Regions from separate parts of the Mus musculus genome. Here region 1 is linked to region 2. Evidence: chromatin contacts called from public promoter capture Hi-C data. All regions are on one chromosome and are shown on one strand. Each heading gives the region's core, a stretch centred on a gene start, on an enhancer-like site or on the middle of the called end of the contact. The rest is flanking DNA. Distances are from core to core; before and after follow the strand shown.

Evidence for each region. Promoter capture Hi-C pulls out the DNA fragments that hold promoters and counts their contacts.
Region 1: a contact with region 2 is called in a promoter capture Hi-C map of liver, with 2.7 times the contacts expected there. The contact joins the promoter of BC048507 here to the promoter of Zfp459 in region 2. A contact is called at or near these places in 17 of 39 promoter capture datasets (the 3T3-L1 cell line, 3T3-L1-derived adipocytes, the C10 cell line and 9 more), 1 of 484 Hi-C or Micro-C datasets (the C10 cell line), 5 of 115 datasets of contacts at active chromatin or transcription factors (all in embryonic stem cells) and 1 of 9 other capture datasets (pancreatic islet).

Annotation. Positions count from the first base shown.
Region 1 is chr13:67,860,341-67,864,619 of GRCm38.p6, forward strand. It overlaps BC048507 (cDNA sequence BC048507), which reads left to right and starts at 2,986. Exons shown (of 1, transcript NM_001001185.3): 1 at 2,986-3,583. The coding sequence starts at 3,166. The coding sequence ends at 3,435.
Region 2 is chr13:67,419,757-67,424,323 of GRCm38.p6, forward strand. Zfp459 (zinc finger protein 459) reads right to left here and starts at 1,662. Exons shown (of 4, transcript NM_177811.4): 1 at 1,586-1,662. It overlaps Gm33787 (a long non-coding RNA gene), which reads left to right and starts at 1,687. Exons shown (of 2, transcript XR_382593.2): 1 at 1,687-1,743; 2 at 3,796-4,567.

The DNA.
Region 1 (4,279 bases), core at 1,736-4,235, 440 kb after region 2:
TGGAGAAAGAGGAACACTCCTCCATTGCTGGTGGAATTGCAAACTGGTACAACCTCTCTGGAAATCAATCTGTAGGTTCCTCAGAAAGTTGGAAATAGATCTACCTGAAAACCCAGCTATACCACTCTTGAGAATATACCCAAAAGATGCCGCACTACGCCACAGGGGTACCTGTTCCACTATGTTCATAGCGGCCTTATTTGTGGTAGCCAGAAGCTGGAAACAACCTAGATGTCCCACAACAGAAGAATAGATATAAAAAATGTGGTTCATTTACACAATGGAATACTACTCAGCTATTAAGAACAAGGATATCCTGAGTTTTGCAGGCAAATGGATGGAATGAGAAAATATGGTCCTGAGTGAGGTAACTCAGATCCAAAAGGACATGCATGGTATATACTCACTAATAAGTGGATATTAGCCAAAAGAAGAAAAACAACAACAACAACAACAACAAATGTACAGAATACCCAAGATACAGTGCACAGAACTCAAAAGGCTCAACAAACTGAAGTGCCCAAGTGAGGACACCCCAGTCCCACTTGGAAGAGAGAAGAAAGCAATCACAAGTGTGGAGGGAGGGAGGGACCTGGGAAGGAAAGTGGACTGTGTGTGTGTGTGTGTGTGTGTGTGTGTGTGTGTGTGTGTGAGAGAGAGAGAGAGAGAGAGAGAGAGAGAGAGAGAGAGAAAGTCGGGCGTGGTGGTGGCACATGCCTTTAATCCCAGCACTCAGGAGGCAGAGGCAGGCAGATTTCTGAGTTCAAGGCCAGCCTGGTCTACAAAGTGAGTTCCAGGACAGCCAGGGCTATACAGAGAAATCCTGTCTCGAAAAACCAAAACAAAAAACAAACAAACAAACAAAAAAGAAGAAAGAAAGAAAAAAGAAAAAGAAAAAAAGAAGCGGAGCCTTATTGGTGAAAGTGGGTGTCTTAGTTGGAGGTTCTGTTGCTGGGAAGAAACACCATGATCAAAAAGCAAATTGGTCAGGAAAGAGCTTATTCATCTTACACTTCCACATCATAGTTTAACATTGGGGGAAGTCAGGACAGGAACTCAAGCCGGACTGGAACCTGGAGGCAGGAGCTGATGCAGAGTCCTAGGAGGGGTGCTGCTTACTGGCTTGTTGCCCCTGGTTTACTCAGCCTGATCTCTTATAGAACCCAGGACCACCTGCCAAGGGGTGGCACCACCCACAATAGTCTGAGCCCTCCCCAGTTGATCACTAATTGAGAAAATGCCTTACCATTGGATTTCATGGAGTCATTTCCTCAAATGAGGGCCCTTTCTCTCTGATGACTCTAACTTGTATCATGTTGACACACAAAAGCAGCCAGTACTGAGGTGGTGGGCCAGGAACATGAGATTTACAGGCTGGCCCTACTTCCTGTCTGTGCTCTGCTTACTGTGTGTGATGTGTACTCTGACCTGGCACTTCCTGCCACCATATCATCCCTGCCTGCTGCCTTGTCTTCCCACCATGGTGGAATAATCCTGTTGAGCTGCAAGCCAGAATAAACCCTTCCTCCTCTCGTTGCTTTTTATTAAGCATTGGGTGATAGCATTGAGAGATGTAATTAATAAGACATGTACATATTTTTCCTGGAATTCTGTGCCATAGTGAACATATTAAACATTAATAAGTGCTTAAATTGCTATTAACTCTTTGTTTTTAAATGTAAAAGTTAGAAAGGAAAAGGGGCCCAGAATGGGGAAGAGATTTGTTATTTCTGTCTGTCCTCTTCCTCTTCCTCCTCCTCTCCCTCCTCCTCCTCTTCCTCTTCTTCCTCCTCTTCCTCCTCCTCTCCTCCTCCTCCTCTTTGTTTTTGGTTTGTTTGTTTTGTTCTGTTTTGTTTCTGTTGACATAGGTTTTCTCTGTAGCCCCAGCTGTCCTAAAACTGGCTCTGTAGACCCGGCTGGCCTTGAACTCACAGAGATCCATCCACCTGCCTCTGCCTCCCAAGTACTGTGATTAGTTGAATGGGCTGCCAAAGCCAGGAAGATTGCTCTTTTCTGCTAATCAGTGGCCCCATTTACTGCTGAGAAATGATAAGAACTAAGAGCTTATAGTAGTTATAAAGTTGGGGGTATCAGGCATGAGTCACTTGCAAAGGCTCGGAAATTTTTCTTGCATATCTGTGGGTAAATCTTGCTCTCTTAACCTTGTCTGGGAACTTGCAATTAACCAGAAGCTTCAAATAAGTAAAATGGGGGGAAAAATGGTAACGTAGGTACATCCAATTCAAATTGAAATATGATCTGAATCTTTATATAATTTCATGTATTAGCCAGGGCTGTGGGCAGTGTGCGGATTTTTCTGTTGCGGGTGGTTTGAGAATGTTTTCAGCTGATGCACAGTGCCATCTTCAGGTCTGTGAACACAGCTGCGAACATGTCAGCAAGGTATGACAGCAAATGTTATGGGTTAATTGAATCTTTCAGGAATATGAACACAGAGCTCCGGCGTGTGCCCGTATTTGGAAACAGGAGCATCACAGGTATAACTAATTAAGATGAAGCCATTAGAGGTTCATCAGGTCCCGCGTGTTTAAATCAGTCTTTCTGAAGTTTCTTAGGGAAATACGCTCATTTTTCCCCCTCGTGAAATAGACACAGTGCGCCGGGCGTGGTGGCGCACGCCTTTAATCCCAGGACTCGGGAGTCTGAGTTAGAGGCTAGCCTGGTCTACAAAGTGAGTTCCAGGACAGCCAAGGATATACAGAGAAACCCCGTCTCGAAAAACCAAAAAAAAAAAAAAAAAAAAGTTTTGATTTTATTGGAGAGTAGGCCGGTTCATTTAAAATATTTCCCTCAAGCAACAGCAGTGTCTGCTGCTTCCACTGCATTTCCTCACACATGTGAATTTCTGATTCATGAAAAGCCAGGTCTCCAGGGTTCGGCTCCCCACCTCAGAGGGTCAGCGGGTAATTGTGCAGTCACAATGAGGCGGTTTCTTGCTTTTTGTGACAAAATAAACCACCTACCAAATGGCTCCTGAAGGGGTAAAGAAAAGGTAGCAAACGCATACAGTTAAATATTTAGCTAAGAGATGCGCCACGGCTTCGGCTTCAGCAGGGACCGGCTGTCTGCTGCTGCTGCTTGAGCACCGCCAGCATCTTCCCTAGGGGCACGCAGCGGCCGATTGGCCCCTGCTCCGCGGTAACCATGTGCGATCGGAAGGCAGTGATAAAAACTGTAGACATGTCGGAAGAGATGCAGCAGGACTCGGTGAGGTGTGCTATCCAGGCGCTGGAGAAGTACAGCACAGAGAAGGATATTGCGGCCCATATCAAGAAGGAGTTTGACAAGAAGTACAACCCCACCTGGCACTGCATTGTGGGCCGGAACTTCGGTAGTTACGTGACGTACGAAACCAAACACTTCGTCTACTTCTACCTGGGTCAGGTGGCCATTCTTCTCTTCAAATCTGGGTAAAAGCGTGGACTGACTGCATCCTAAATGTCAAATACCAGAGTCCGGATCTTCAGCCTTGTTAAGGGAACGCCTCGTCTGAACCTGTTGTGTTCTGTAGAGGGCCTCATTCTCTGTACAAGTTTGTGGTTATAAAATTAGTGAAACAGCTTACATTTGTATTTATTTTCTAGCCCATACTTCTGTACCCTAGTTTTTTCTCCCTTAGGTCATTCCTTTAAAAATAAATCTGGTGGAGATGCCATAAAAAAAAGAAAAAAAAAAAAAAAAGAAAAATCTTAACACGGTTGCGCATGGGAGGTGGGTGTGGCGGGGGGCGGCGGGGGGGGGGGGAGATTAAGTTCAAGAAAACAGACCAGCCCTGTTTTCCTTCCTTTTATTTATGAGTTTTGACCTTGAATAACAACTGTTGGCCTTGGAGCTATGTTTTCTCTATAAGAAATATGCATTTGTCTTTCAAATCTTTTAGGATGGTTATAAAGAGATTGAATGTAAATCCAGTGTTGTTTGTTGAAGTCTATCATAACACATGCTAATGAGATCACTCATGCCCACCGAGATAGCGTCACTGCCTGTTCAGGCCACAAGATACTTCTTATGACAAGACACTTGAGGTATCTCCATTTCAAAATATTATTAACAGGGCTGGAGAGATGGCTCGGAGCTTAAGAGCACTGGCTGCTCTTCCAGAGGTCCAGAGTTCAATTCCCAGTATCCATATGGTGGCTCAGAGTGGCTCATAAGCATCTATAGTGAGAATTGGTGCCCTCTTCTGGCCTGCTAGCATACATGCAGGAAGAATGCTGACTACACGATAAATAAATAAATAAATAATCTTTAAAAATAT
Region 2 (4,567 bases), core at 412-2,911:
TCTGGGAAAGGGACACAGGAAGGTATCCCAGATGAAGATGCAGAAAAAGACACATGGACTAAACCACAGTAGCCTGCATCAGTCAAGAACTTCAGAAAGGTGATGGGGAAATGATGGAGTCTCTGCCTAGATATGGAAGGAGCCAACTGGAAGAATTCAAGCAAGACCAGAAGGAAGCATTCTCAGGTCATGGCAGAATCTAAAACTAACTATCCAAAAAGAGTGGACATTCACTGCAAATAGGCAGAATATTCAAGCAAGGGAAAGAGGAGAGTCCTTCCTCACACAGTAAATCCAAACAACTAATCACCCAAATGTACCATCTTTAACAAGAGCATGTTAGTGAAAACAAAGTTTGAATCCCACATGGATTGGGTCGGCAGAAGGGAAGCATGTGTACTTTGTAAGACACCAAAGTGTTGATTGCAGGGGTTTTCCACGGCTCTCACTGGAAGACATGGAATGAATCATAGAGAGTATTTCTCACGTCCATCAAGCATGATTAAATGTTTTCTGACACAGATTGAGGCAGCTTACATTGGCCTTGAATTTGCTATCAAGCAGGGGATGTCCAGAGGGTCCTGCCCCTCCCCCTCACAAATGCAGAGATAACAGGAATGTGCCTCACAGAAGGCTCAAGCTTCTTTTGATCACAGGCCTGTTTTCTCTAAATCACGTGAATACACACAGGTCTGTGAGCTCTTCCTCACCCTGCTGACCTGACACAAAAGCCTGGCCCCCTAAAACAAGGCCACGTGAGATTTTCCCCCTGATCATGGACTAGCTCAACAATTTAGCCCAGATGAAGACGTGGTGAGGCAAGCATTGTGGGCTAACCAAACATCCTGTCTTACCACCACCACCACCCCCAAATTACTCAACCCTAAATTAGGGATGGGGGACTTTTCAAAGGTTTGAGAAAAGCAGCCCGCAAGGTGAAACAGGCTTCAGCCTCCCTGGTTGGCACTCTGCTTTGTAGTCTTTCCCTCCATGTGTTGACTATGTGTGCTGTCTCAGCCCTAGTCAAAGCTTCTCTATAGCGGGTCCTTCTGGCAGATCTCCCTTCTGTGTTACAGAATTTCCCAACATGCCACCGGTTGCAAATCATATATATGTATTTAAATCATTCTTAATTCTTTAAATGGCAGAGAAAATGAATATAATCAAAACCATTACAATAGGCCGGCTACGGAGTGCCGGAGGAACCAGAAAACCCATTTACTGAGGAATCTCACAGCAGCCAGGTGAGAATGGGGCACCAGGTTAGTGTGCTTCCCAGCAGAGCAGGTATTACAGGAGCAGGTAGTCAGCTTACCACTATTAGCTTGCAATTCTTGCACTTGCACTATTATCCACTCCCCCGCTACCTACCTGCTCCGGTGTAGACTCGGGCTGCACGCAGTGTTCCAAAGAATCCTTCACAATCCCAAACACCCAGTCCCCTACCCTGCCCTGCAACCTCACCTGTCCCAGCCCGTTCAGCGCGGCAAGTCCATGCAGCTTCTTCCGCCCTCCCACCTAGCCTAGGTCCGCTCCCTCTGAGACGGAACCCAGCTCCCCAAGCTACGCTGCTCCCCCGACCAACCTCTAAGTCAGAGATGCTACAGGAATCTTCAGCATCACAGGACTCCAGTCCAACTTTCGGGAAGATTGACGAGTGTTGACCAAAAGCCGGGTGGGATTTGCTTGTGACGTCGGAGTCACGTGGGTACTGGATTGCGAGAAGAACTTCCTGGAGTCCAGGTAGGGCAACTTCTACTGTTCCTGGATTTCTTCTTGGAAACCTGCAGTAGAGTGTGGAAGGAAAATGCAGAGTTCCTATGACAACCACGGGGAGTCAGGATGGTTTTTGTAAAGAATACATGGCCTCAGAAGGCATTTTCCCCGATGCTGTAAGCTGCCCCTGCCCGCCTGCACAGAGGCTGCACTCGCGGTGCAGTTTACAGCATCGGGAAGAATGCCTTCTGAGGCCATGTGTTCTTTACAGTTTTCAACTCCACAGCCACAACAAGAGGTGTATGGATGTGAGTAGAGCCTTTCACAGAAATATTAGGCTTACAAGTCCTTTCTGGTCCACGTGTTCTGATTTTAATCTTACTACCCCCGGAAAAACATCATGTTGACTCAGTTGTACTTTAAAAAAATAATGAAGCACTACGCTGATGTAGAGATGAAAATTATCTTTTAAAAAGGGATTTTCAACTCAGCCTTGGTGTGCCTGATTACGCTCCTAGCTTCTCAGAGGTTACTGACAAATGGATCCAAGGCTGTAATGGACAATTTAAGTACACCTTCTTTCTAAATAAGAGGAAAACGTAAATACAAAACAAAACTTAGACAGATACGTGGTAAAGCAGTTTGGTGTAGTCCGACTATCAGTCAAAGTAGGTACCTTGAATGAGAGTCTGGGAACCGCCAAAACAAAAGTTCTGATCCAGGCTCAACTTTATTGCAAAGCAGCAGACTTACAAAGGCACAGAAGCGATCAATAGCCAATAGCTGCTCCAGTCAGGGTGTGTTATAACAAGGCTCTCACTCATCCATGCATGCTTTATGATTGGTTTTAGCTTCTACAGATGTCCACATACTTATTAACCACAGTGGGTTCATGCAGGCAATGGCAGTGACATATCTGGCCAATGCTGTTTCACTGTAGACATCACTATACCTGGCTCTGACTATCTTGTGGCTATCACTTCTCCCTCATGGATCCTTGAGGTTTGGCACTAGGGGTGTGATGTCGGTGTCCCACTTAGGTCAGTGCATCCACAGGGTATATTCCTTGCACTTTCAGGAAATGTGAGCTTGTGTGTTATTCTCCATCTACCACACAATTCATATTTTCTGACAGATTTTGAGAGGTGCCTGGATCTCTGGGTAGAAAACTATAACCTTCCCTCAGCCTGAAGCTGGCTGAGCCAGAACTTGACCTTGCTGCCACTAGGGAGATTACCTAGGGTGGAGCCTTCCTCCCTAGATCACTCTATTGTTCAGCCAGTGTCTCTGTTCCTCTTCAAGATACTGCTACCTGCTGAGAGGCCCCGGAGCTATTCCGGAGACTATGCCCTATCCTGCACATCATCACCACCTGTTATTAGATACAGCCTGTGGGATGCTCTTTAAATACAATTAGAAGATGACTGGTTACTCCAATAATATCAGGCCACCATTGCAACAGGAGGCTCATCTTCCTTACTATACTCCAAGGTTCATAGCTGAGTAAGAATGTTTATTATTTTACACCCATGATAGCATACATGGTTCCATGGTGATGCCAAGTGTGCTGAAGGAGATGGTTGACAAAGTGCAGTGCTTGGTCAAGCCGGAAGACCCCCCCACTGCCCTCGATGGAAATTTGCTTAACACCTTTTGCTATTCTTATATTTCTCACTGTTAAAGGGTCTCTCTCCAAAGGCTAGAGCTGCGATAATAAAAAGCTGGTGTAAACAAGAAGGAAATTAGTGGTCACTCCCTAGGAAAGAACAGTTATGCAGAAAATTGAGTCTTTCTTAAGAATGTATTATTCACACACACATTTAGATCACTAATGAGTATTGTTAGGAAGTTTGAGTCAGAGAATTTGACAAAAAATATTAAAGAAGTGAAACTTAGGGAAATCATAGAAGCTGACAAACTGTAATTGAACTGCTAGGTTTTTATGTTCTGCTTTAGAAACAAGGGACTTGTATAAATAGGAATAGACTCTAATCATACAGTTAATGGCAAGCCTTGGTACCATTCTGAAGGCAAAAGTAGGCAGTTTTAAGAATCCTGATGTTGTTCTGCTCTTTACAGAATTGTGGTGAAGATAGGAATTGTACTGAAACAAAGGTTCATGACAGAGACACAGAGGAAAGCATTTTAGCTCTGTGAAGTGCCTGCCTTCATGAACAGAATTGTCAGCCCAGAACTCGTTTGATGGACCACCTTTGCTTAAGCAAGAGGCTGCACAATATTTTAAGAACCAAAGAAAAACAGATGGTGATCTTATGCCAAATATCAAAGAAATGCAGAGGGTCAGAGAAATTAAACCTTTGTAGAAAGCCAAGGTTGATATAACATGTATAGGAAATAATTTCTCCTCTATTAACCTTATGCCAAACTGAAACAGAATTCCATTCAAATAGAACCGTCCTTTCTGGTATGTCTGTAACTGCAAGGCTTTACAACTCCATCTTAGCGAAGAAGATACTCAGTTTAAAGAAAACTAATTTCAGCGTGTTAATTTTCAGTTCTCAAAAAATTGTTGTTTGCTTGCTTTGTTCCTCTCTCAATATTCTTAAGTAGTCAAGGAAGACTTTAGAAGTAAATGTATTTTGAAAAGCTGTGTAATCAATGAATTAAATTTCTGAGGAAACCATTTGGTGTATAAGTGAAGCCACTAAGAGACTTAAGGTTGTCAGAGTACACACACACACACACACACACACACACACACACACACACACACACACAGACACACACACACAGAAACAATACTTTCTGAATTAAACCGAATTAGAGATTCTATATACTGGAACCAAACATGACTGACAATGTGTTCTGTCAGTGTTTCCAGGGGAGACAA